Linked DNA regions of Mus musculus: regions 2, 3, 4, 5, 6 and 7 are each linked to region 1. A link is a contact called in public HiChIP or PLAC-seq and promoter capture Hi-C data. All regions are on one chromosome and are shown on one strand. Each heading gives the region's core, a stretch centred on a gene start, on an enhancer-like site or on the middle of the called end of the contact. The rest is flanking DNA. Distances are from core to core; before and after follow the strand shown. Region 1 holds the start of Tox (thymocyte selection-associated high mobility group box). Region 2 has its middle 160 kb from the start of Gm23860. Region 3 has its middle 74 kb from the start of Gm23860. Region 4 has its middle 71 kb from the start of Gm23860. Region 5 has its middle 77 kb from the start of Gm33752. Region 6 has its middle 39 kb from the start of Gm33752. Region 7 overlaps Gm33752 (a long non-coding RNA gene).

The links. Promoter capture Hi-C pulls out the DNA fragments that hold promoters and counts their contacts. HiChIP or PLAC-seq counts read pairs in DNA pulled down with a chosen protein or histone mark.
Region 2: an H3K4me3 HiChIP or PLAC-seq map of embryonic limb bud shows a contact between it and region 1, with 7 times the contacts expected there. The contact joins the enhancer-like site here to the promoter of Tox in region 1. A contact is called at or near these places in 12 of 39 promoter capture datasets (the C10 cell line, the HPC-7 cell line, HPC-7-derived erythroid cells and 8 more), 1 of 484 Hi-C or Micro-C datasets (CD4 T cells), 7 of 115 datasets of contacts at active chromatin or transcription factors (SST interneurons, T-cell acute lymphoblastic leukemia, acute myeloid leukemia and 4 more) and 1 of 9 other capture datasets (adipose tissue).
Region 3: a contact with region 1 is called in an H3K4me3 HiChIP or PLAC-seq map of the SCID.adh cell line, with 7 times the contacts expected there. The contact joins the enhancer-like site here to the promoter of Tox in region 1. A contact is called at or near these places in 14 of 39 promoter capture datasets (the 3T3-L1 cell line, the HPC-7 cell line, HPC-7-derived erythroid cells and 9 more), 7 of 115 datasets of contacts at active chromatin or transcription factors (DN3 thymocytes, the SCID.adh cell line, acute myeloid leukemia and 4 more) and 1 of 9 other capture datasets (liver).
Region 4: an H3K4me3 HiChIP or PLAC-seq map of the SCID.adh cell line shows a contact between it and region 1, with 4 times the contacts expected there. The contact joins the enhancer-like site here to the promoter of Tox in region 1. A contact is called at or near these places in 2 of 39 promoter capture datasets (hippocampal neurons and liver), 7 of 115 datasets of contacts at active chromatin or transcription factors (DN3 thymocytes, the SCID.adh cell line, acute myeloid leukemia and 4 more) and 2 of 9 other capture datasets (adipose tissue and liver).
Region 5: a promoter capture Hi-C map of stem cell-derived epiblast-like cells shows a contact between it and region 1, with 3 times the contacts expected there. The contact joins the enhancer-like site here to the promoter of Tox in region 1. A contact is called at or near these places in 9 of 39 promoter capture datasets (the 3T3-L1 cell line, the C10 cell line, frontonasal cranial neural crest and 5 more), 3 of 115 datasets of contacts at active chromatin or transcription factors (T-cell acute lymphoblastic leukemia, embryonic forebrain and large pre-B cells) and 2 of 9 other capture datasets (adipose tissue and liver).
Region 6: a contact with region 1 is called in an H3K4me3 HiChIP or PLAC-seq map of the SCID.adh cell line, with 11 times the contacts expected there. The contact joins the enhancer-like site here to the promoter of Tox in region 1. A contact is called at or near these places in 8 of 39 promoter capture datasets (the C10 cell line, frontonasal cranial neural crest, hippocampal neurons and 4 more), 2 of 15 datasets of contacts at CTCF or cohesin (large pre-B cells and pro-B cells), 2 of 484 Hi-C or Micro-C datasets (CD4 T cells and double positive thymocytes), 11 of 115 datasets of contacts at active chromatin or transcription factors (the SCID.adh cell line, SST interneurons, T-cell acute lymphoblastic leukemia and 8 more) and 2 of 9 other capture datasets (adipose tissue and liver).
Region 7: an H3K27ac HiChIP or PLAC-seq map of SST interneurons shows a contact between it and region 1, with 8 times the contacts expected there. The contact joins the enhancer-like site here to the promoter of Tox in region 1. A contact is called at or near these places in 3 of 39 promoter capture datasets (hippocampal neurons and liver), 1 of 15 datasets of contacts at CTCF or cohesin (large pre-B cells), 4 of 115 datasets of contacts at active chromatin or transcription factors (the SCID.adh cell line, SST interneurons, T-cell acute lymphoblastic leukemia and 1 more) and 2 of 9 other capture datasets (embryonic stem cells and liver).

What each region holds. Positions count from the first base shown.
Region 1 is chr4:6,989,067-6,992,612 of GRCm38.p6, reverse strand. It overlaps Tox (thymocyte selection-associated high mobility group box), which reads left to right and starts at 1,777. Exons shown (of 9, transcript NM_145711.5): 1 at 1,777-2,223. The coding sequence starts at 2,122.
Region 2 is chr4:7,976,389-7,979,934 of GRCm38.p6, reverse strand. No RefSeq gene overlaps it. Among named protein-coding and RNA genes, the nearest start is that of Gm23860, 160 kb to the right of the region's middle. Within about 2 kb of position 1,699, at least 17 of the 459 cell types and tissues checked have an H3K27ac peak or open chromatin away from gene starts, as enhancers often do. A contact at or near this core is called in the HPC-7 cell line, embryonic limb bud and second pharyngeal arch cranial neural crest, where this site is marked.
Region 3 is chr4:7,893,341-7,896,886 of GRCm38.p6, reverse strand. No RefSeq gene overlaps it. Among named protein-coding and RNA genes, the nearest start is that of Gm23860, 74 kb to the right of the region's middle. Within about 2 kb of position 1,891, at least 9 of the 459 cell types and tissues checked have an H3K27ac peak or open chromatin away from gene starts, as enhancers often do. A contact at or near this core is called in the SCID.adh cell line, where this site is marked.
Region 4 is chr4:7,748,432-7,751,977 of GRCm38.p6, reverse strand. No RefSeq gene overlaps it. Among named protein-coding and RNA genes, the nearest start is that of Gm23860, 71 kb to the left of the region's middle. Within about 2 kb of position 1,812, at least 12 of the 459 cell types and tissues checked have an H3K27ac peak or open chromatin away from gene starts, as enhancers often do. A contact at or near this core is called in the SCID.adh cell line, where this site is marked.
Region 5 is chr4:7,724,597-7,728,142 of GRCm38.p6, reverse strand. No RefSeq gene overlaps it. Among named protein-coding and RNA genes, the nearest start is that of Gm33752, 77 kb to the right of the region's middle. Within about 2 kb of position 1,857, at least 4 of the 459 cell types and tissues checked have an H3K27ac peak or open chromatin away from gene starts, as enhancers often do. A contact at or near this core is called in stem cell-derived epiblast-like cells, where this site is marked.
Region 6 is chr4:7,685,656-7,689,201 of GRCm38.p6, reverse strand. No RefSeq gene overlaps it. Among named protein-coding and RNA genes, the nearest start is that of Gm33752, 39 kb to the right of the region's middle. Within about 2 kb of position 1,776, at least 15 of the 459 cell types and tissues checked have an H3K27ac peak or open chromatin away from gene starts, as enhancers often do. A contact at or near this core is called in the SCID.adh cell line, where this site is marked.
Region 7 is chr4:7,641,149-7,644,694 of GRCm38.p6, reverse strand. All of the region lies in intron 3 of Gm33752 (a long non-coding RNA gene), which reads left to right. Among named protein-coding and RNA genes, the nearest start is that of Gm33752, 6.0 kb to the left of the region's middle. Within about 2 kb of position 1,599, at least 15 of the 459 cell types and tissues checked have an H3K27ac peak or open chromatin away from gene starts, as enhancers often do. A contact at or near this core is called in SST interneurons and hippocampal neurons, where this site is marked.

The DNA.
Region 1 (3,546 bases), core at 528-3,027:
AAAATCGGTGCTATGAAGCCCTGAACCTATGTACTTGTTATTGTAAAGACCTTTAATAGAGGAAAGATCACCCTTTCACTTATTTTGTGACTCAGAGGGTTTGAATGCAGAGTGAAAATCCTTCCTCATTTCTAAAGCCAACATCCATCACATTACTCTTAAGGTAAGAAGCTGTGTTCTTCCTACCCATAAAAGGAAGACCTGAGGACAACAGTTTAAGAGAAAGAGGCTACCATGGATGGAAACCAAAGTCAAGGAAAAGTTTCCAAAGGCCTTTGCATAGAGGAGAGAACCCCAGGATGCTAATTTACTATCCTTACAGGGCATCTGTTGCTTCCTCAGATCTTTGCATTTGACTGGTGCTCCTATTATAAGGGAAGAGAAACCTGGAAAAGGCTGCAGAGAGCTAGAGAGTAGCTGGCTATTACCCACCATGTACTAAAAACGGTTTGGGGTGGGGGATGGGAGGTAACAAGACTGTTTCCATATATTCTTTGACGCCAGAAACAGATACCTGTGGACATGAATTTTCCACTTTTTTACAGGGTCTTAGGCCCCTAAGGTGTGAAGCAATCAGGAATTCACCCTTGAAAGGTAAACATTGCCCACCCCTATATTAACTTCTCTCTAAAGTCTTTCTCAGGGAGAACGTAAGATGTCCGCTGGACAGTCATCAGGGTCCCAAAACTCTCCCAGATGCCAGGGGACACAATATTGCAAGTTTTTGGGGTTGACGAAGTAAAGCAAAATATGGATGATATCTTTATCCTACCAACAAAGAGAGCCCAGGGAAGCAGACAGCTGATTCGTGAAGGTTGGGGTGGGCAGTGGAGCTCCAAGAGTGCTACTGGGAATCCAACAGTGAAAGTATAATTCCAAGAGGCAAGTAACTAGCCCAGATGTGTTCCCTGTAGCGCATGGTGTGCTGATAACTGTTTCCTTATTTACCCTTCTAAGCACCCCTGGAGTCTTTTTTGCTAGTCCCGCAAGGGCAGGCTCAGCCTCTGCAAACCCTCCCACTGAGAACCAAAGCCGAATGCCGAGGCTCTCTGAGCACTAACTCCAGGAGCACCGCTCCTCGCACAGAGATCAACTGGGGTCCCTTGGTCAGCTGCACACTAGAATGGGGCAGAGGTTGCGCTCCCTGCAGGCTCCCGAGCAGCGCCACAAGACAGCCTCTCCTCTACCTCCCGCGCGGGGCAGAGGTTGGCAGTGCAGCTAGCGGGCAGGAGTAAGTGGTGGGGGGCTCAAAGAATGGGGTGGGGCGGGGGTGGGGCTGCGGGTGCTGGGCGGGGGTGCGCCACAGCGCCCCCTTGCTGTGCGAGCCCCACGGTGCCCCAGTCAGCCTTTGCTCAGTCTCTCCAGCCCCTTTGTGTGATTGTATCCACCTCCATGGCACCCACCCGGGGGTGCTGACTGGGGCACTGACGCTGCCCGGGGTCCCGCCACTACTGATCGAGCCGCATTCCCTTCTTCTGCGTTTGTCCCTCGCCTGGTTCTCGGTCCCCAACTGTACCCTCTGGGCCGCGTCCAGCCTCTGTCGGCACCCCGCCGGTCCGGGGCACTAGTGTCCTCCGATCTTGATCTCCCCTGCAACACCACACACACTCCATCACTCCCCCATCCCAGGCCTCTAACGTGGAGAAAAACTAAAAGCAAAGCAAGGCAGAGTCTCCAATAAAACGCCCAGTACCCCGAGCCCGAGCGCGAGTGCCGGGCGGCGAAGGGCGCGGGAGGCGGGGATGGGGCGGCGGGCGGGGGGGACAATGAGCGCGTGAAGTTACCTGCCCGGCGGCGGCGGGCCGACAGCGCCGGGGCCGAGCGGACCAGGCAGGCTGCGCGCTCGGTGTGGACGGGTGCGCGCCACGGCTTGGGGGGGAGAGTTGAGCGCTTTTCCACCCTCTGTTTTTTTTTTCCTCTCTCTCTCTTTTCTCTCTCTCTTTTCTTCCTCTTCTTAAACAAACCACAAACGGATGTGAGGGAAGGAAGGTGTTTCTTTTACTCCTGAGCCCAGACGCCTCTCTGTTCCGTCTGAGCTTTTTTTTTTTTTTCTGAGCACTTTTTTTTTTTTTTTTTTTTTCAAAAAGGAAAAGAAAAGGAGTTGCTTGATGTGAGAGTGAAATGGACGTAAGATTTTATCCTCCTCCAGCCCAGCCCGCTGCTGCGCCCGCCGCTCCTTGTCTGGGACCTTCTCCCTGCCTGGACCCCTACTATTGCAACAAGGTGAACACTCTGCTTTTGTCTGCACCGATTCTGGCGGCTCGATCCCGGGAGGGGGGCAGCGGTGGCTGGACCGCGATGGGGCCCGCTGGGCGGACTGGGCCGGCTCGCAGAGGCCCGTCCCGGGCGCGCTCGGTCGCAGCCCGCGGCGGCGCTGCGTGCGCTCGGGTAGTAAATATTGTGGAGCAGCTCCGGGGGTTTGCCAAACAACGCGATTGTGCGGAAAGTGACACGATTTGCTCGGATTCTTTCCTTCCTGCTGTTCGCCACTAAGGATCCCTGCTTAGGTTTGCCGGGAGACATTTAAAAAAAAAAAAAAAAAAGCGAGAGATCGAGAGAGAAAACCCACGGAATACTTTGGGGGTGTGTCTGGGGTCTGGGAACTGAGGCAGAGTAGGAGAATTCAGTTTATATTCTAGTTCCTTCTTCTCCCTCCCTTTCTTGGACAGCGGGGGCTCGTGGCATCGCTTCCTTGCTCCGGATCACTTGCCAGAGGAGCAGCTAGGAGTCGGGGTGCAGGGACCCCGGAGGATCCGGCGTTCCCACACCGTGAAAATTATTCTGTAACTCTTTTGTTTTCTGTTCCGGCCGCCGAACTGGAGTTCGGACGCTGGCCCTCGAGACCAGGACGCTGTGGGCTAGTCGCATTATGATTTGGGGGAACAGATCTCGTTTGGGGGGTGTGGGGTGTGGAAATAGCAAGTTTACAGGAAGCCAAGCTAGCGCTTTGCATTCAAGTGTAAAGCTCCGACGCTCTTTGCCTGGCTGAAGCAGGGTCCCTGGCTGGGCTACATCATAGTCTGCTGACTTGGGCCACACAGGACAGCGGAAAGGTATTTAATGCTGGTGATCCAGAATGAGAACTCTGGCGAAGCTGCCCCGGAGCTCAGCTTGGCCCAAGGATAGGACAGCCAGGAGTTTCTAGGGAAGTAATTGCTCTCCTGGCTTCATGCACGCAAAACCTGAGAGGGACACGGAGGGACCGGAGGGATCGTCTCCAAGAGCAGCCACAGGCCACATCTCTCCTCTCCTGGGGCTTGGTGGATTTGTCTAAGCAGTCCTAGCTGATAGAGGTTGCTGGGGACAAGAAGGTCTCTGAAATGCATGGCAAGCCTTTTGGACTCCCAGTTCTTGCTTGATAAAAACCCCCGGCAGATTCTTCCAGTCCTTTCAGGCACTTCACTGACAAGTAGATTAATTCTTTGGGGAAAGTCTTTGAAACTCCCAACATTTGTCTCCTGAGGAGTCCTCACTTTAAAACGTGATGTAGAGGTGTTTAGCACCCCTGCCTCCTGGACTCTCTACTACCATACAGGCTAGTAGTTC
Region 2 (3,546 bases), core at 450-2,949, 990 kb before region 1:
TTACTGTCCCTTCCCAGCCAGGCACAGAATTCTACATTAGCGGATCTGGTTCAGCACCATTGAGGAAAGCTTCCTCTATTACAATTAGTTAGAATCCCGAGTGAGGCTGACTGAAGACTGGCGAGCAGAAGGCGATTGAGTGTAGGTGGGAAGAGTTTGCTCTTTCCTTCCCAATGCTTTGGGGGCTCAGACAGGATGCTGGGAGAGGAATATGACGACGTGCTCAGAGATAGAATTAGACATCAAACTGAATAACTCGAAAACTAAAACACATTGTGTGAAGGGCTGAGCCTTGATGGTCCTTAAAATGTCCACTGTGGATACCATGATATCTAGCTGGAAGTTCTGCTTAAGCCTGTGAGCCCACATTTTAAATTCCAAACTATTGGTTATCCAGACAGCGAGGGGATTGTTTCTAGGGACTCTGGTCATTTTTAAGATACCTGAGTACCTGTAGCTCTCTACTTATCATCTGTCTCTTTTCTCAGGTTTTGTTTCCTTCCTCAGACCTGCCCCATACTTCTATTTATAAATTGCTCAACGCTTGGCAGTGGGTGAGTCATACATCATGCCATAGGCTGTCTGTTAATAGAAATGGACATATTATCCTGTTTTTAAGTATAAAGAAAAAGGAAATAGAGAAAAAAGTCTTTGTGGCCTCAAGGAAAAAGCAAAGAAGAATCTTGTAAGCTGAGGTCTGATGATGGTTGAAAAGTCATCCTTTGTCGAAATAGTTTGCTGATGTTGAAGGCAGTAGGCACCTTTCCTTAGAAGTCATCATGACTCAGTGTTTGGCCTTATAGTTGATGTGTTATCAGGAAGCTTAATTATTAGATGTGAGCTTTGTCTAAGTGGATGCAAGGGTTTACCCATGAGGCCCTGGTTCGGAATTTGTGTTTTGCTATCTGAGTTGAGCACATGATGCTCTCCAACTTCTGCATAGGAAACCCCTCATTCTTTAAACCTGAAAAAAATTGTGTAGTAGAGTCAGCAAATCAATCACAAAATTGGACCCTACAATAGGTGAATACGAAAGACGAAGCCAGTATGACCACATTTATTCTTTTACATGGCGTCTTGGCATGATTTTAGGGCACTGCCTTTTTCTCTAAGATTCCTATTTAATTAATGGAAGCATAAAGTTTGTTGGAATGAGGAAAGGAGGCTATTTTTCCTTTCTTGAGGTCCTAAAGAAAATCTAACCTGCTTTGCTGAAGATACTCACATTTTAACAGCACAGCATGGATTACGAAGTTTTGCTGGTTAAAATTTCTGTTATATGACTTGAACCATTTAAAAAAAACAACCTTGGCCATGGGAAGGTATTTGTATATATTTGTATGTGGTATGGAAAACAGACACAGACATACACAAACACACACACACACACACACACACACACACACAGACACACACACACACACACACACACACACAAGCACACACACACATATACACACACTATTCATTTTCCGAATGCTGGAGTGTTGTAAAATTCTGTTTTCTTTTCATTTCTGGATGTTGTAAATAAACTGAATCTATACAGTAGGCTTTTGTCAAACTCCCAGAATGACAATTTTATTTTATAGCATACCCTAGAGTGACAGCCAGAAACTGTTCTGCACCACCTCAGTACAAACAAAATTAGCTTTTCACAATATTTTTGCAGATGTTAAAGGTCATTAATAGAATGAAACCAGATGACTAAAGCAACACATTCAGAATGATTGGCCTTCATTTTTCTTCCTGGCTTAAAGACACAGAGACCCCTTTCTCTCCTACTTGGCTACATTTCACATTTTTTTTTTCCTAGTTACTTAATGGCTTCCAAAATCATAAAAGTAAAAGTGGCAGGGTATGTAGTTCTTGGCACATGCCTTCTTCCTTGTTTGACAGAGGTAGAATTTTATTAGACAAAAATAGTGTTAACTGTGTTTTGTTTTAAACACTCTGTGTTAACAATTGCTGGGATGTTCTGTTTTCCCCAGTGAAGCTTTTGTTATGAATGACATGCGATCTCCATCCCGCTGCAACAACCACGAGAGGAGAGGAAGTTAACTGCATGGGGCGCTACTAGACTTCTGTCAGAAAGGAAGTGGGTGAGAGGGCACCAGTCAGTCTTGCAGCTTAATTATTGTATTCTTGTTCAGGTTGCTGGCATGCTAGCCATTTATCTTACGTCCTATCTCAAATCTTATAGTATTTGGACCATAGGTAAAGAAACTACAGTTTATATAAATGGATGTACCTATGCCAGCCATAGCCACAGATCAATTTGGAATTAGTATAACGTCTAAAATGATCCTTTACTATTTAGTAGGCAAATATTTGGAAACTAACGTTCATCATATGGTGAACAGAATGAAATAAAATACAGCTCACTTCATTTCTTAGAGAAAATGAAATGGTAGTGTAAATATGGTTCTCATTTTTCAGATATTACAGTTTGAATTTGAAATATCCCCCAAAGGTCCATGTGTTAAAAGCTTAATCTTCAGGCTGACCCAATTGGGAGCTGGTAGAACCCCTTTTTTTAAAAAAAGAAGGCTGGGCCTAGTGAGATGGTGGGCTATTGAGGATACATTCCTAAGAGAGGTGTTAGGACAGTCTATCCCCACTATATTCTTGTCAGCCACCATGAGATGAGCAGCAATAGGGGTGGGGTGGTAGTCTTTGAAAGAGTGACTCACAATGAACCTTGGTTCTGCTTAATTTGTCCATAGTATATAGTTTCAGGGATGGAAAACTGAGGAGTCCATCAGAGTTCCTTGTGGGCAAGCAATGCAGAGGTACAGGCATGGAAAATACAGTAAGTTATTCAATAAAACTGACTCATCTGCGGAAGGGGCCTGTGAATGGTAGGTGTGTGGATACAGATGTGGGGAGGGTTACTGTGATACAGGGAAGGTGAAACTATTAGATGACTTAGAGTGAGGAAATAAGCATCCTTCTGTCTTGAGTATCCTGGAACCACAAGGCTAGCTATGGAATCCTGAAAGAATCGGCTGTATAGCAACCGCGTAAAAAACAAAAACAAAACAAAACAAACCAAAACAAACCTCATTGAGGTTCTACTGCACCTCAGCCTCTGTTTGGGTTCTGAGAGAACAGTGGAGTACTGAGTGCAAAGGAGTTCCTAGATCAAGTTAAATGAGGTGGGAAAACCTATCTTAAACATGGGTGGCACCACTCCATGGACTGAATAAAAAGGAAACGGCAAGCTGATTATCAATATTCACCCTTCTCTTTGTCCTGGTCACCGATGAAATGTAGCCCCCTGCCTCATGCCATTGGTATCACCATTTCATGACTGTGATGGACTGTATCTCCCAACAGGAAGCCAAGACAAACACTTCTTTCTTTAAGTTGCTTTTCTTAGGGGTTTGGTCACAAAACCAAGAAAGGTAATGAATATAGGTTCGGACAAGTGAATGAATGTAGAGACCTGTAGTTTATGAGCAAGTGCAGGACATGGCATCAGAGTATGTCACTGTGGAAGTGGGAGCAGAGGCTAAGAGCAGTTGAGAATGTTTAACATTAGCAAAA
Region 3 (3,546 bases), core at 642-3,141, 900 kb before region 1:
AAAGGATAGCTTAGATGAGTACCTGTTTTAGAAAAAGTGTTTGACATTCAACATAAGTCATTAGGTGCTAACATTACAGGTGCACAAAAGCCTGGTTTCTGTGCTTGAAATCACTACTGTTCTGGCTTATACAGTATGGTTGTCCCTGTCCACTCCTCCCTCTACTTCCATTTCCTCTCCTTATCTTCTCCTCACCTCTCCTCCCATCCTTTCTCCTCCCCTTCTCTCCTCCCTAGATCTCATGGTCTCATGCATGCCCGGCAAAGGCTAAAACTCACTGCACTGCCCAGGATGATCTGCAGCTTTGATCCTCTTGCTCCTTCCTGCCTCATGACGTCGAGATTACAGTGCGCACCACCATGGGTGTTTTCTAAGTCCAATTATAATGTGAAGATTCTTAATTTATGCTATCCCCTTCTGCCCTGCCTGACATCCTGTAGGGTAAAAAAATTATCACATCCTGTTAAATATTCTAGAAGAATTCAGAAGGTATGGGAGCAACATAGGATCTATATCTTTATATTTCCCCCCAAGATGAATCAGGGTACAAAACCCATATGATTTAATATCTTTGATTTGTAGTTTGACCAATGCAAAATTAGAACACTTGGATTACTCCTCACATGGTTTACACACTATGTGAACAGACTGCATACTGGAAAGAGTAGATAAAAAGCACTGTTTTCTATACAAAATGAAAAGACATGCAAACATAGCCCCACCACATCATGACCCTCCATGTGCATTAAGCAGAATATGTCTGGGAAGTAGATGGATGCTCGTTGCCACATTAATCTCATTGTTTTGTCAGTTGACTTCCTGACACCCATCTTTACAATGGTGTTTGTGGATTAAGGCATCCATTCTTGTTCTTACTCTAATGAAGGAAGCACTGATACCCTGTTTCTAGTTATAAAGAATGACAAAGCTGTGCAGAGCCAGTGTATCTATTTTTCTTGGTGGCAAGGCATGATTTATAACAGCCTGCCATGCTGAGCATATGCCCTATCTAACAAGGAGCCGTGTTACTGCTGAAGTGTGCCATCCTAGATCAAATGCCAAGCAAAGTTTCAAAAATCTTAATTCACTTCTATAGGGTGATGTTTTATTTTCAGTTCTGTGTTAGCCCATTGTGTCTGCCACAGGATAAAGAGTCTTAAATCCTGTTTGGAATTTAGAGTTGAAATTTATTGTTTGAAATATATTTCATGATATAAATCCCACTTTGTAAATCCCGCTTTTCTTTCTTGCTCTCTTTTTCACTCTGTCTTGCTAACATGGTCTAGATACTTCGAGTAATTTGTTTGCTTGCTTGTTTTGATTGCAGTTACACTTGCAGAGAGGCCATAGACAGTGTTTTGAATATACAGTCTTACTTTTAATGACAAATTGGGCAGGTATAATTAAAACAACAGCCAAAATGACCCAAGAAACACAGGGGAAGAAATAATCTATGTATTCAGATAACATGTAGACTCTTAACAGTTCTCAACACTCATTGCATGCCCAGTCCTTTAAGTAGACACGATATAACTTTCATTGGATTTTAATTGATGTTATAGAAGATCTTTTTAATTCATAAAATTAGAAATGTGTACTGAGAGAGAATTCCAGGGCCCTGCTTACAGCTTTAGTTGCCATGAGGTTATTTTTTTTCTCTTTTTAAAGTGACACGAATGGCTTTGTCACATTGAATGCTCACCAGATAAATGAATGGTTTCAGAATTACTACATTGCCATATGCTCTCTTGCTTGGCAGTTCTCAACACACCGACGAAGACAACATAGAAGCTTCTGTTCTGCAAAATGTTTCCTCTGATCTCAAAATGTGTGTTCGTGGTGTGGGAGCTAGTCAATGTGGTCAACAGAAGCCAGCCTCTGAGAGTAAATGACAGTGGGTGTTACAGTATTCTTCTACAATAGCAACATTTGTTTCAGGAGACAATGCAATTCAGAAGGGAGAAATATGCTAATTGGGATATTGCTGTTTGGATATGTGTAGCTCTTAGGAAATGCCCTCCTAATTCTCCACCTTACATGATCTCAGGATCCAGTGGAAGGCTGAGAATTTTTCATCCATTGACAGGAATCCATTAATAAAACAACAATCTTTTGTGTGCAGTAATCTTTAATCTTATTTTGTCACACACTCCTCAGTTGCATCTTCAGTCATTTTACAGTATAATTTATGGCATTGAAACAACTCGGGCCCTGGAAAAGGTCAGTCTGTCAAGGTTTAGTTGTCTTTGAAGAAAAGTAATAGAGCATTATTTATGAACCAAAGAACACACTTCTCTACTTTAATCAATCAGAAAGATGCTTGTATTATTGCATCTTTTGCCACTACATTCCCTGTCCCCATCCAGAAGAAAGCCCAAGCAAAAGATATGCCAATCTTGCTTTCTCTTTCATGTTACAAAAGGCTTGTTACCTTTTATGCTTCTTCTGCTTTTGTGTTCATAGCACTATGGAAAAAACAGGTCTGATGATGTCTGATACCTGGGAACAATTTGTCAGTTATGAGCAAGGGGTTGATACTTCTTAAAGATCATCGACCGTCTGGACAGATTAGGCAACCCCATCCAATGAGCTCATCCCTAGGAATCCACCTGACACGACAGAAAAGGGTCTCCAATTAAAAACCTGGGGAATAAAGGCAGAGTTGAAAAGGTTTGAAACTGTCTTCAAGAGCAATCAGCAAAACAAAAGCAATTACTGTGTTTTGTAGAGAAAATCTCAAAACATAACCGCAGTTGGTCTCCATATGCTTCTACAAACCACTAGAAGCACAAATTAGAACATGCTGTGGGGGAAATGAATTGGTAGTTCACTAGAGAAAACACTTACAGCTTGAATGAATGCCCCCAATAAGGCTTTAATTTAGGTAAGAAAAGATGTTGGGTGTGAATTGAATAACAATAGTTACTAATGCAAGCTTATCAAAGTTTAAAAATTATATAAAACATTTTTAATTACAAATGCTTAAATATGAACCCGTATATTTTTGAGAATTTATTGTAGAATGTATTATATGACTTTAGAAATATGTAAGTATATGCTTTAAAAATTAACTGAGAATGATTCAATGAAAATCTCCATGGAAAAATAAGGCAGAGATATGGAAAATCACCTATGATTGAAACACTGAGCTTGAACATTACATTAACCAAAAACATCAACCAAAAGCATAGCCAGCATAGTGATTTCCAATTCTAAAATTATTCATGTATGTATTAAATGAATCATGAAGATTCTAAGGTCATTCATATTCAGTGAAGACTGCAATTTAGTCAAGATTAAAAAATACTTTTTCCATTTCTCCAAACTGAGTAGCAATCCCGTGAGGAAGCTCGGTTTTAAGTGTCAAAACTATTTTGTAGTAATCGGAAAAAATACACTTTTAGTTGCTTTCGAACTCTAGAATAGGGTAATAAAAAGACCCTTTTTCAAGGTTCTAGAAAATTAGAGACTGGGGTGTTTGTTAACACTAGTGGAGTTCATTTAAAATGCATCTTGATGAACTCTTGACCAGTTTAGTAAAGGAGA
Region 4 (3,546 bases), core at 563-3,062, 760 kb before region 1:
TGGGCTTGTAAACTAAGCAATTGTATTTTTTTAAAAAATGATGCATTTTAATGAACAAAATATGGAAGTTTTCGAAGTTTACTCAACATTTTAATTCATACATAGTTAACTATCTCCTTAAAATTCCATGTTGGGTGCATATTCTAGAGTCTAAAGAGCATAACAGAAAGATCTGGATAGAAAATCATAAAATACCATCCCTCACTAAATCCACAACGAATCAATTATGTTTATGCTCATCTTTTGCATTTGTTGAATGTAGATATCTGCAGGGAGGTTTTCCTGATCTAAATTGAGCTCAGAGAGCATCATTCCTTTAACTGTTCCAGTTCCCCTCTTTTTCTCCAGTGTTCCTGGAATCCCTATGGCGCATGTACCAACTGGTCCTGCTCCTAATGTTGTGATAATTTCCCTTGATTTTTTTCTTTGTCTTCCTTATCTAGTGTAATTTCAGTTGATCTCTCTGAAGTTTGCTGATTCTTTTTCTGTCTCTTCAAACCCAGTTCTGAATAGCTCCAGGAAGTTTTGCTTTCAGTTTTACACCTTTTCTAACTTTATAATTTGTGGTCATCTTAGACCACTCAGGGCCACAGTGATAGTTTCTATTTGTGCACACACTGTGTGTGCTCTGAATTTCTCAGCTACTTGGCCATGTTTTCTCTTTTGCCTCCAAAAGCAATCGTCTTAAAATTTTTGTCAATCAAGTATGCACTTCCTTGGTAACAAATTTTTGTCTTCTGTGTATATTCTACACTGTGCTTACTGTGATATGTTTGTGGTCCCTGTTTGTTTGTTTGTTTTATGGAATAACCACAGATTGGAAAAACAAAGGGGTCTAGCATGAGATTTTGCAACAGTGGGTTCATTATCTATAATATACTCTATTTTTCAAACTCTCATATATCCTTAAGTCTACCAGAACTATACGGGAACAAAAATGATTTTTTTCCTTTCATTCTTCATGAAGTCTTATCTAGGACTGTCTGTAACAAAAGATAGATTAATAGGAGAAAAAACACTTGAATATTTTGTAACCTCTTGTGCACATGAGAGAAATCAGTAAATCTTTAGAGTTAAAAAAATGGTTTGATATTAGGCTTAAATATTGTTCTTGGTAAGAAGAAAGTCTGTGGGGAGAGGCTCTGTTATGATGCAATCATCATGCTGTAAAGATTCAAGTCGGTGCCTTCTTCATCACCTTGTTTGGAAGAAGGCTCAGGGCTAATCATCCAGCGTGCAGCAAGTCCCTGTAGTTAATACGCAGTAGTATAAAGGCATGTGTCCTGATCTTGTCATGTCTTTTCCCTTCATGATAGTGGTTTCTTTATAGATGTAAAACAGAATCTCTTTTGTATTTGCACTTTCCAAAATCAGATCAAAATAATTCTTACACCAGTGAAGGCTATTTAAAGACACAGAAATAAATTATAAATTATATACTATATATTATTGCCTCCTTCCTTCCTTCTTCCCTTCCCATCTCTGTCTTTGGCAACCAAGGTCACAAGCAGTAGGGATCCCAAGATGATTTTCTTAGTCAGCAGTCTTGTTAGTAACCTGGAGATTTTCCTTCATATGCCTGCAAATGTGTGGACTCCAGTGTTCAGTCCCCATGCTGCATCAGTACTACTGGTATGCACCATTTCACCATGTAGTTCCTCTTTTCTTTTTTCACTTTCTATTTTTGTAGTTGTTGTTGTTGTTTTGATATTTGGTTATTTTTTAAATTTATATATCAAGTGTTAGCTCCCTTCCCAGTTTCCCCTCCTCAAACCCCCTATCTCCTCTCCTTCCACTCTGCTTCTTTGAGAGTGCCCTCCACACTCTTGCCTCACCTCTCTAGCATTCCTCTATACTGAGGCGTCCAACCTTCACAGGACCAAGGATCTCCCCTCCCTTTGATGCCAGATAAGGCAATCCTCTGCTACATATGCAGCTGGAGCCATGGGTGTCTCTGTGTGTACTCTTTGGTTGTTGGTTTAGCCCCTGGGAGTTCTGGGGGATCTGCTTGGTTGATAAACGGCTCCTTCAGCATTTTTCCTATCTCTTCTTTTATTTATTTATTTATTTATTTATTTATTTATTTGGTATTTTCTTCATTTACATTTTCAATGCTATCACAAAATCCCCCATATGCCCCCCCCACTCCCCTATACTCCCACTCCCACTTCTTGGCCCTGGTGTTCCCCTGTACTGAGGCATATAAAGTTTGCAAGACCAATGGGCCTCTCCTCTGATGGCTGACGATGTCATCTTCTGATACATATACAGCTAGAGACATGAGCTCCAGGGGGTACTGGTTAGTTCAAAATGTTGTTCCACCTATAGGATTGCAGACCCCTTTACCTCCTTGGGTACTTTCTTTAGCTCCTCCATTGGTGGCCCTATGATCCATCCAATAGCTGACTATGAGCATACACTTCTGTGTTTGCTAGGCCCCAGCTTAGCCTCACAAGAGACAGCTATATCAGAGTCCTTTCAGCAAAATATTGCTTGTGTATGCAATGGTGTCAGCGTTTGGAGGCTGATTATGGGATGGAGTCTCTAAATGGTCCATCCTTTCGTCTCAGCTCCAAACTTTGTCTCTGTAACTCATTCCATGAGTGTTTTGTTCCCAATTCTAAGAAGGGGCAAAGTGTTCACACATTGGTCTTCGTTCTTCTTGAGTTTGATGTGTTTTGAAAATTGTATCTTGTATCTTGGGTATCTTACGTTTCTGGGCTAATATCCACTTATCAATGAGTACGTATCATGTGAGTTCTTTTGTGATTGGGTTACCTCACTCAGAATGATGCCCTCCAGGTCCATCCATTTGCTTAGGAATTTCATAAATTCATTCTTTTTAATAGCTGAGTAATACTCCATTGTGTAAATGTACCATATTATCTGTATCCATTCCTCTATTAAGGGGCATCTGGGTTCTTTCCAGCTTCTAGCTATTATCAATAAGGCTGCTATGAACATAGTGGAGCATGTGTCCTTCTTACCGGTTGGAACATCTTCTGGGTATATGCCCAGGAGAGGTATTGCAGGATCCTCCGGTAGTACTATGTCCAGTCTGAGGAACTGCCTGACTGATTTCCAGAGTGGTTGTAAAAGCTTGCAATCCCACCAACAATGGAGGAGTGTTTCTCTTTCTCCACATCCTTGCCAGTATCTGCTGTCACCTGAATTTTTGATCTTAGCCAATCTGACTGGTGTGAGGTGGAATCTTAGGGTTGTTTTGATTTGCATTTCCCTGATGATTAAGGATGCTGAACATTTTTTCAGGTGCTTGTCAGCGTTTTGGTATTCCTCAGGTGAGAAATCTTTGTTTAGCTCTGAGCCCCATTTTTAATGGGGTTATTTGATTTTTCTGGAGTCCACCTTCTTGAGTTCTTTATATATATTGGATATTAGTCCCCTATCAGATTTAGGATTGGTAAAGATCCTTTCCCAATCTGTTGTTGGCCTTTTTGTCTTATTGACAGTGTCTTTTGCATTACAGAAGCTTTGCAAATTTATGAGGTCCCATTTGTAGACTCTCAATCTTACAACACAAGCCAT
Region 5 (3,546 bases), core at 608-3,107, 740 kb before region 1:
TATAACACTATGAAGATAAGAGTATTCTTTATCAAAACAAGTAAACAAAGGTGTAGAAATCAGGGCTGCAGAGATGGCTTAGCAGTTAGGAGCACTTCCTGCTCTTTCTGAGTACCTGATTTTGGTTGACAACACCCATTTGGGTGGCTCCACAGCTCCAGTAGATCCAACACTCTCTTCTTGCCTTTGTGAACAGATATGTGCATGCATTACACACACACACACACACACACACACACACACACACACACACAAACTCATGAACAATTTAAACTGTCTTTAAATATTCAGAATATTGAAAAATTATAAACATGTGAAAGTTAAACTCAATAAAATATAGATATAGTCACTTATTCCTATTATTTAAACTTGAAAAATGCAGAAATAATTGCATTAAAGTAAAAATGCCAAATGATGTGATTAATATACATTTTTAAAATATTTTAAAGGCCAAACCACATTCATTTTAACTTTGGAGAAGATAAATTTTAAAGCATTCAAATTTTCTTTATCCAGATTAAGATTCCAATTTGCTTATGTTTATTGTGCTTTGAGTTTTCTAATCTCTTGGTTCTGTTCTGCAGCTTTGATCCAGTGAGAACCCTTTGGGGCCCCTATAACTTTACCTCACTCTGGCTCTTGATCGAGTACTTCTGCGGGGCCATTTTGCTTGCCTGCTGTAGCCCGTTTGGTCCACAGTGAGTCTTGTTTCTTTCTACTTCTTTTTCTTTCTTTCTCTGCATTAATTACTTTATTTACTCACATTACAGCCTGATTGAAATGCCCCCCTCTCCTCCCAACCCACTCTCGCACTCCTTTCTCGATTTCCCCTCCCCTTGTTCTCAGAGAAGGGGAGGCCCTGCACAGGGAGACCTACCCATCCTGGTACATCAAGTCTCATCATGACTGAGCACGTCTTTTCCCAGAGATGCCAGACAAGGCAGCCCACTTATGGGAAAGAGATCAAAAGGCTCACAAGAGTATCAAAGACAGCCCTGCTCTGTTAGGGGACCCATATGAAGAACAAACTGCAAATCTGCTACATACATGCAAAGGGCCTAGGTCCATCCCATGACCTAGATTGGTGGTTCAGTCTCTTTTCTATGCACGTAATTTCTGTAGATTATATTGATAACTTCCACTTTTCTCTTCCCAAGACCTCGTCCAATTTGTTTCCATGTTAATTTCATGAACATTAATGAGAGAAGTTCCATCTTTCCTCCCATACCCACTTTATTATCTATTTCTTGTTAAATACCTGCTTTTGTAATAACATCATATGATATTATTTTTCTTTTCTGCTGGTTGCATCATATTTTTTCATGTCTGAGGTTCACAGTGGTTTATTTTTACTCAAATTGTGCATCATATTTCTTTCATTATTTAAAGATATATTCTAGATGATGGTTTGCATTTCTGCAATCAATCTTGTTTTGGCAGAAAAGGAAGTTCCGGAGAAACTCTTGATTCATTCAGGGCTGTCTGTTCCATTCTTGGAATGCACATCCAGATAGCCTTTTTCTAGTTAATTAGTTCCTCTGTTGAGGCAAGACATTTCCAAAAACTTCACTCTTCTCTAGTGCCTTTACTCAAGAGATCTTTCCATCTGGCAGTGGGCTTGTATAAAGCTGACAATTGCCTTCTGCCCTTCTGCTAGTGAAGAGCTGTACTTAGCCTGGTCTCAGAGGGGCTCTACAGACCAACAGAACCATTTCTGTGCAGAGAAATACCTGTTCAATTTCTTTTTTTCTGCAGATTCCAGGCATTTTTTGCTTGCTTGCTTGTTGTTGTGGATTCCAGCAGACTGCCAGACTCTGTCTGGGCTCCAGTTGTCTATGCTGAAGAATGAGGAGTACCTCTGGGAGGCGGGGCAGACTCAGAGTTCCTGTTCCAGAGGGTCTCCACTCTGCTCTGCTCTGGTCACAGGGGCACAGTGTTATAAGGAAAGAATCCTCACAGCATTTTTTTTTTCAGTGTTCACAGTAGAATTACATAGTTTGTTTTAATCTACATAGTTTTTAATATGATGGACTTTTTTGTTTTAAAATAAATAATTTTACACCTCAATAAAAGAGATGTTCAACTTTTCAGTTTTAGACATTTTATGTAATGAACATATATATCATTAAAGATAGAGCTTTTCTCTTAAGCAGTATAACCTTGATTTATTTGGCTTGTGTTTTAAATTACTGTGTCTTTTCTGTAATAGCAACTTATACTAGTAAAGTTTTTTTTTTTTGTTTTTGTGCTAAATTTACCATAGTTGTGTGTGTGTGTGTGTGTGTGTGTGTGTGTGTGTGTGTGTTTAGTTGCCAAATTTGACACAGTTGAATAATTTCCACTGTCAAGCCTTGTCTGGAACTGATTCTGCAGCCTAGGCAGGCCTTCCAAATTAAAATAGTCTACCTGCCTCAGCCTTGGGAGTCCTGAGATTACAGAAATGAGCCACCACCCTAGACTATGTGCAGGAACCTTTTATTTTAAAGGAGAGGACCATTTTAAGATCATGAATTGAGGGTAGAGGCATGGCTCAGCAATTAATAGTGCTTGCTCTTCTCTAAGAGAAACAGAAGACCCAAGTTTAGTTTCCAGCATCCATATTAGATGGCTCATAACCATTTGTAACTGTACCTCCAGGAGATTTGATGTACTCTTCTGGCTTCTGTGGATATCCACCCAACCAAGCAACACCTCTCCACACACACCAAGATTATGAATTTAAATAGTTGGAAAATTAGACAAATGAAAACATATTTAGAAGTTAATATTATAAGTAGTAAGCAAAATAAAGAAATACACAAGCAAATAAACAAATAAAAAGAAAGCCAGAGGGGAGTCCTGCACTGACTGATGGTAATAGGTGTCATTTGCTGGGTCTATAGTGTGCCTATGGAACCCAAGAGCAAAGATGCAGGCACAGGCTCTATGAAATTATATTTTTAAACCATCCAATTAAATTTATTCATAATTTTGCATGGATGTTTTAGGTTGTCAAAGTTCTCCTTTGGTAAGTGAATTATTGCTACAGTCTACTACAGGGAATTTCCCTGAGATTAACAGACAATTAATATTCTAGCTTGCCCCTGTAGCAGGCAAGCCACCTGTTTGATGGATTAGGAAAAGTCCAGTAGTACACAAATGAGTCATTTTAAAAATAATTGAAGGAATAAGTAGCCATAGCAATAATACACAAAGGAAGAATGAATTACAAGTTTTCATTAAACTTGTTTCTTTAGGTTTGTATCTAGGAAATGAGAGGTATCAGAGTTAGCAATACTGCCTGAGAAAGGGATTGTAAAGTGACTCTGGAGGAGGCCGAGTTTGCAATAAGTTGGTGCCATGTTCACTATGTTGGAGTGAGCACCTCTGAGACTAGTCTGAGTGGTGCCAACCTTTCTCAGGATGCATTATCCTTGTGATGTTCTGGGGAGAGAAGGCAGCTAGCATCCCTAACAATACTCTAAATACTTGTCTGCATTCCTACATGTAAATGTAGTCTTCACCCCTCATGAAGGAACCTGCTCTTTGCAACAGAGAAAGAAAACT
Region 6 (3,546 bases), core at 527-3,026, 700 kb before region 1:
AAACAACAAAACCACAGTATTGCCAAAATAACATAATGTTTCACATGAATGAAATATGAGCTGAGCTTTTAAAATGCATAAGATATGTGAGACATTCCATCAAGACCATCATATTGGAGTCTTGTCACCATTTATACTTTCCATTTCTCCCACAGTAAACTATTGCCCCATCTTAACCAGGAAATGACTTAGGGCATAATATTGTGCTGTATACATATTCTTTATTTCTCAGTAATGACTATATTAGTCTTATACAGGAGGAAAAAATCTGTTTTATATTCTTTTTGCCACACAGCTGTAAACAACCATTTTCGTTCCACTTACAAAATGAGGAACATAGCAAAATGTTTGTGTTTTAGTACTTTCAACATCTCTGAGTCATTGAGTTCCATTTGCTTATTGGTGGAAAGCATAAGCAGAATATTTTATTCCCACACTTATTTATACAGCACACATATAAGGCCTGTTTTGACCTTGAGTCATATGCAGAGAATTGCCATTTCTCTGGTTACTATTGCCAAATGGTTGTGAAAGTTATCTGTGTGGCCAGCCCTCCCAAGCGAGCTCTTAGGTTTTGGTTTTGCTGCTGCAACAGTACCACTAACGGGGCAATTTTTACGAAATGAAAGTTTAGTTGGTTCTCAATTCAGGAGGATGCAAAGTTTAAGTTCAAATTGCTGGCACCTGGTGAGATACTCCTTGCTGCTTTATTATCTGGGAGAGGGCATAGAAGGTGAGAACATAAAAGTTGGGGTTTCTTTCTTCTGGTAGATCTAATAATCCTATCATGGATACTTCATACTCAGGATCTTATGTAATATTTTTAATCCCAAAGGCCTCACTTTAAAAAACCACCAATACGTGAATGTGTAGATTGAGTTTCAAACAAGCATAAGAACTTTGGAGATATATTCAAAATGTAGTGATCTCCGAGGAAGCTTTGAATTCATATAATCTGCACACACTAAGGAAATGGACAACCAATAACTGGCCCAACTGGAGACCCATACCATGGACAAGCACCAATCTCTGACACTATTAATGATACTCTATTATGCTTGTTGACAGAAGCATGTTGTCCTTTGAGAGCCTCCACCTAAAAGCCGACTCAGACAAATACAGATTCCCACAGCCAAATACTGGATAGAGCTTTGGGGGTCTTATGAAAGAATATGGGAAAAGATTGTGGGCCCTGAAGGGGACAGGAATTTCACAGGAAGATCAACAAAACCAACTAACCTGGATTCTTGGAAATCTCAGATTCTGAACCACCAACCAAAGAACATACACAGGCTGGACCTAGGCCTTCGCACACGTATGTAGCAGATGTACAGCTTGGTCCGTGTGTGGGTCCCAAACAACTGAAACAGAGGCTATTCCGAAAGGTATAGCCTGTATGTGGGATATGTTCTTCTTGTTGGGCTACCTTGTCTGGCTTCAACAGGAGAGGAAACACCTAGCATCACAGAGATTTAATGTGCCAGAGTGGGAGGATGCCTGGGCAGGGGGCACACACTCATAAGAGAAGGGGAGAGGGTATGAGAAAGGATTGTGGCAGGGGGTGACCAGGAGGGGGACAGTGAATGGGAAATAAAATGGATGATGAAGAAGAAGATGATGATATTAAAATAAAAATTCTGCTCATAAAGTTAGTTAGAAAGATCCTTGTGCTCCAGGCACACACAGTTCTATTTCCTACCACCTCTCCTACCAACTGTTTTCATAACCTCAGGGCTAATGCAGAGAGGTACCAGGGTGTGGCAGGCTGTACCAATGAAAGCTCAATGAAAAGACAAAGGAATCAAAGCCAGAACTGACAGGGGACAGCATGAAAGCTGTAGTTACACCTGCCAAGCTGGGGAGTATAGGCATCTTAACTCGACTGTCTCCCACAGGAATGCAGAATACTGTTCACATTTTCTGAAGAGAAAGAACAGCTTCCACTTGCCTGTGCTTCAGTCTCCTCCAACAGAAGACTCTGCAACCAGAAAAGAAGATCCAGTCTTTTTTGTAAGTCTCTGACTGACCTAATGTGTGGTGAGCTTGATACCACAGAGGGACCTTCTTTAACAGATCCTTAAATTTCAGGTCTGGAATTTGACACTTTCCAATGACATATTTCAACCTGTTCACCAAGTAGACAGAAAATCAGCTTTTAGACTGTTGGTGCCAGGTTGGTGATACCAAGTTTGGCTTCCTTCTGAAGGCTTTAGGACCAATTTCATGCCTATCATGTGAGTGGATTTTCACTGCCTTTCCTGCCCTTATCCATTTCACAGACTTGCAAAAGTGTTCCAGGTTACTGAAGTCCTGTAAGCATGGTCAGGACATGGTAAGTACATAGAGGTCTTTCCCACCGTGTATAATGGAACACTTGGCAAAAACACTTTTGTGGTGATTTATGTCCCATCACATTTTTTTCTTTTGCAAACAAGTATAGTTTTCAAAATGAGAGATGAGTTACATTAATTGGACTATCATTCTTCAAAATATGTAGAAAAAAGGCAAAATTACTGCTAACATTCAAATAATATGAATAAGGACATAAGAAACACCTTAGTCAATTGGCTTACGGAAATACATCCAAATCTTCACCATTTTAGATAGCACGCCTAATTTTATTCTATTATATAGTCTTAAACTTCTGTAATATATTTGTCTTATTACAGGTTGTGTTGTTATAGCACAACTCCTAGGGCTTAATCAGCCAACATTTCTGCATGTTTCAAAGCATTCCTTTGTCATCTGTTGCTTCTGGAGAGGCTGCATGCTAGCTTCATCACATTGCTCTAGATGCTAGCAGAAAAGAAAAAAAAAACATAAACACACTTTAAAAGGGAGAATTAGAACTGGGCAAGTTCTTTTTGTAAACTTCAGTTCTGGGGACCAACTCCTTGTGTAAACTGACTTCATTAACCCTTCCTAAAGGACATGCTTTCTGGACCACTCAACATCCTCCTTTTCGTCCCCTCCTCTTAATCCTCTTTCTGCTCTTTCATCTTCCACTCCTTGGAAGTGAGCTAGATGCTTACACATTCAAGTAGACTTCCCCTTCTACATCCTCAGCCTAAGGCCTAACTTCTTAAAAGTGTATTATTGCTCAAAACTTACATGACACATGAAACTTCACTATAATACAAGTACTACCAAGTCACAGCATCATACATTGGTGGGAAAACAGATCATTCAAATTTGAGTCTGTTAATGGTTTGAATCAGAATATCTCCAAACAGGCCTAGGTGTTTGAACACTTGGTCCCCAGTTGATAGCTATATACAGGTACATTTAAGAGGTGTGGGGCCTTACTGTATGTATAAAGTGAGTCACTGAAGGCGGTCTTTGAATTTCTCAATTCCTTCTCTTCTACTTCTCACTTGTGTTTGAAATGGAGATTCCCAGCAGTTCCCAGAACCATATCAAGTGCTTGCTGCCATATTTCTCTGCCATGATGGACTCTTATCCCAACTGAATCATAAGACAAATAAATCCTTCCTTCTACACATTGACTTGGTCTAGGCAGCATTAAATATTAACTAATATGAGTCT
Region 7 (3,546 bases), core at 350-2,849, 650 kb before region 1:
TTAATTTCTAAATTAAATTCTATCATTTCCTCTGCTTACTTTGGATTTAGTTTAGTTTTAAATTTCTAGTTATTTAAAGTGAGCAGTCATTGTGATCTATTCTTAGGTTGATCTCTTTTTTTCTTCTTCTTCTTTAATATGGACATTTGCTACTAAAATATTTCCCCCTGTGTATGTGTGGCCTGGATCTAAGAAGTCTTCCAGAGGGTCTTGTATTAAAGGTGTGGCTTCAATTTGTGGAGCTACTGGAAGGGTGTAGAGCCTTCTTAAAGAGAGAAGGGACACTGGGGACATTGCTTTGAACAGGAAACCTGGAAGCCTTAGCCTTTGCGTATCTCAGGGCCTCCCAGCACCCTGTGAGCCAAAGCTTCTCTCTTAGCTATGGATGATTGTACTTCAGTCAGCTGAAGGCATGGATAGAACTACAGGTTTAATTTTTCACTGTATATGGGTATTCCCATAATCCTTGGTTTAATAATTTGTCTGTCTTGGCTAAGTATCTGAATGTATTATACTGTTCAAATGTGAAATATCTATAAGCACTGTCAGGTGGCAAAATTATTGTCTTCTACATTTGATAGTTTTTATTTACACTTTTGAACTATTTAGTAATGGGTACATTTTTTAAAAAATATTTAAATTCTAGCAGGATTTAAATGACATTTTGGTTAAATATATCCAGGTCAACTCAGAAACAAGGAGGTAAGGTCTGTTAGAAATCCTCAACTCCAGCAGACTCTATCTCCTCCAGGAAGTTCCCTGTTAGCCATAGCTTTAACACATGGGCTTGGGAACACTCAAGTTTCAAAGAACACATCCTATCACCCTTCTAACACTGGCTTCTGGGAACTTAGACCTTCATCTTTTAGGTTTCTGGACAAGCTTGAATGTGCTGTAGATACAAATGTCAAATACCCATAGAGAGAAAGAGAAAATGAAAAGATTGGATATATATTTTTAAAAGCAAATCGTTCACCAACAAACACTTAATATCAGAACTGAATCAAATCAGTATAATGCACAGGGGTACTAACCTGCAATATTCATTATGTCAGTATTCCACTACCTAAATGGATAATTCCTACCCTGATTGATCTACCTCAAAGCAACATGGGTAAAAGCTTTCTGTAAGCTGAGCCAATTGAAATGATTGTCTTCGATACTCCTAATTTTAAAGTTAAAAAGAGTGCTTAGTTAGAAATGACCCCAAATGCTTGAAAGAGCATATAGTCTTTGTAAGAGCATCGTTTTAAAGCAGGAAAAAATGCCTGCTCCAATCCTTTGAAAATGTGTGTGAAGCAGCCAGAGAGCTGTTTCTTTGCCTTTGCCAACATATTTTCCCCAAAATGAGGTGTCCGCATGTTCAGCCAATCAAATAAACTGTCTGGCTGAACATCCCAAGGTGCTTTAAAATTCAGTAAATAGTACTAATCACTTCCATTTCAGTATTGATATTAAAGGCCCTATTCATGCCAGAAAAAAGTGGAATGCAGCTGTTCTCTGCTTTCCTTTCGAATTTGTATGTGGGAGCTTGCTTGCATAATGAGAAATATGCCGGTATTTTGTGTTCATCTGTATTGAAGAGGTTTAGCGCAGGCCTGCACAAAGACACCGTGGTGAGATGGGAACTTGAAAGAGTGCACTGCTTTCAGCTCTGGAGTGGGGCTGCATGGAGAAGGGGAGGGGGACTCGGGCTTCTTTCTTCTTCTCTTGTGAGAACATCAAATGCATTTGAACATTCCATGAGCATACATTTGTTTGCTGCTCTTAAAGCATCTTTGCCAACTTCTCAAAACTATGCTGGACTTAATCCTGAGCTTTAGGGGTCTGGTGTATCCATGAATTTCTAGAGCAGTTGAACACATTTTGAAGGAGAATTCAAAATTGTGTTCTTATTAATTCAGTGATGCAGCACTAAACAAGTGCCTATTGTCATGAGATTTTACTTTTAGGAAATGCATTTTAATCTTTTGAAAAAACATATCAAGATTTTTGTTCTGCACATGTTTCTCTTCATTGATTTGAGTAGTTCTTTATGGATTGTATTAAACAATCCAGTTCTATGTGTAGCACTCATTTAATTTGGTGCAGACATATACTTGTTCTTTTGGGTTTTCATTTAAAAACATCATGGTTTTCAACAAATATAACTATATATATATCAAAATGTGCTTTTCTTCCTTTAATCTTTGCTCATTTATCATTATAATTTGCACAATGAAACTATTTAACTTGATTTTGCTAGAGCAGAAATTACAACTAGAATGAATGAGTGTTATTTAAAAACTATCTTTACTTCTCTTATGTTTCCTTGTTCTTTAATATAGGAAAAAGAAAAGGACGCTTTCCCAACAACTCCTGTTTGCTAGAATTCTTTCTTGTACAAAAGACTGAATAGTTTAGATCTTAGTGTCTCCCAAATGGCCTGTGTGTTCATGGGCTAACTTTCAGATTTTTATCATAGAAATGTAAAAAATGTAGGGTGCTAAAAGTGCTAAAAGTGTAGGGTAAAACCTCAGGTATGGTCTTGTGGTCATTGTGGAGATACCCTTTATAGGTATGGTAGGACCCTGGAACTGCTTCTCTCTCTCTCTTGAAGCTAATAGATTTCCTCCACTAAACACCTTGGACTATGATGCACAGCCACAGCACAGACCAACCACTGGCCAAATTGTCCAAACCTATGAAAAAAAAAATAAACATCTCCCTTTATCTACCTCCTTGTAAATTTACATTTTAAAAATATTTTGTTATATTAACAGAAACCCAAAACAAAGTTTAATTCTTTCTTTTACATTAGATGCAAAAAAAAAAAATCCCTGAAAATACGTTTTGATAAAATTTTGAGATCTTTCAAATGATAATTTTGATGAGTTGGAAAAAGAGAATATGATTTCTGTTTTACATTTTTCTTCACTTTGAGCTCCTGAGCATCGAGCACGTCAAGGCTCTCTAGTGTGCTGTATTTCTTTACCTCCTTATCTTGTCCTATACTTACTCTTCAGTGCCACCAGACACTGCCTTTACTTGATGTATGAGACAGTCCTAGAAAAGATTGCACAGTATTTTTAATCCACAAGTCCTAACTCTTCTGGTGTGCCGACTCTACTGTCTACTTTAAAGCTCCAGTCAAGCACTCAAACCCCTACCTGCCTAACGAAAGCACAGCCAGCTTCTAAATCTGGGAATTTTTTTCAATGACACTGTGTGTTCTTTCATCCAATTCGCTCTCATTTCCACTCCTGTATCAGCACTCCTACCTCCTATGTCACCTCGGCAACTACCACACTTCCTTATATTCTCCCTGGAATGGACACTCTTCCTTCTTCTTCATTCTCTAAGTCAACATGGATGATCTAATAGATAAAAGATCTCACTACATGTTTGATAATGGCAAAATGTTCTGCTGGACACAAAGGGAAACAGTTCCAATAGCATGCAAGACATAGCTTGTTCCAACAATTCATTTCCTAAACTTAACATCTATTAATGTTTTAGGATGTCATCATTCTATGTACCAAAATCAAGGCTTTCTCCTCTACCTTG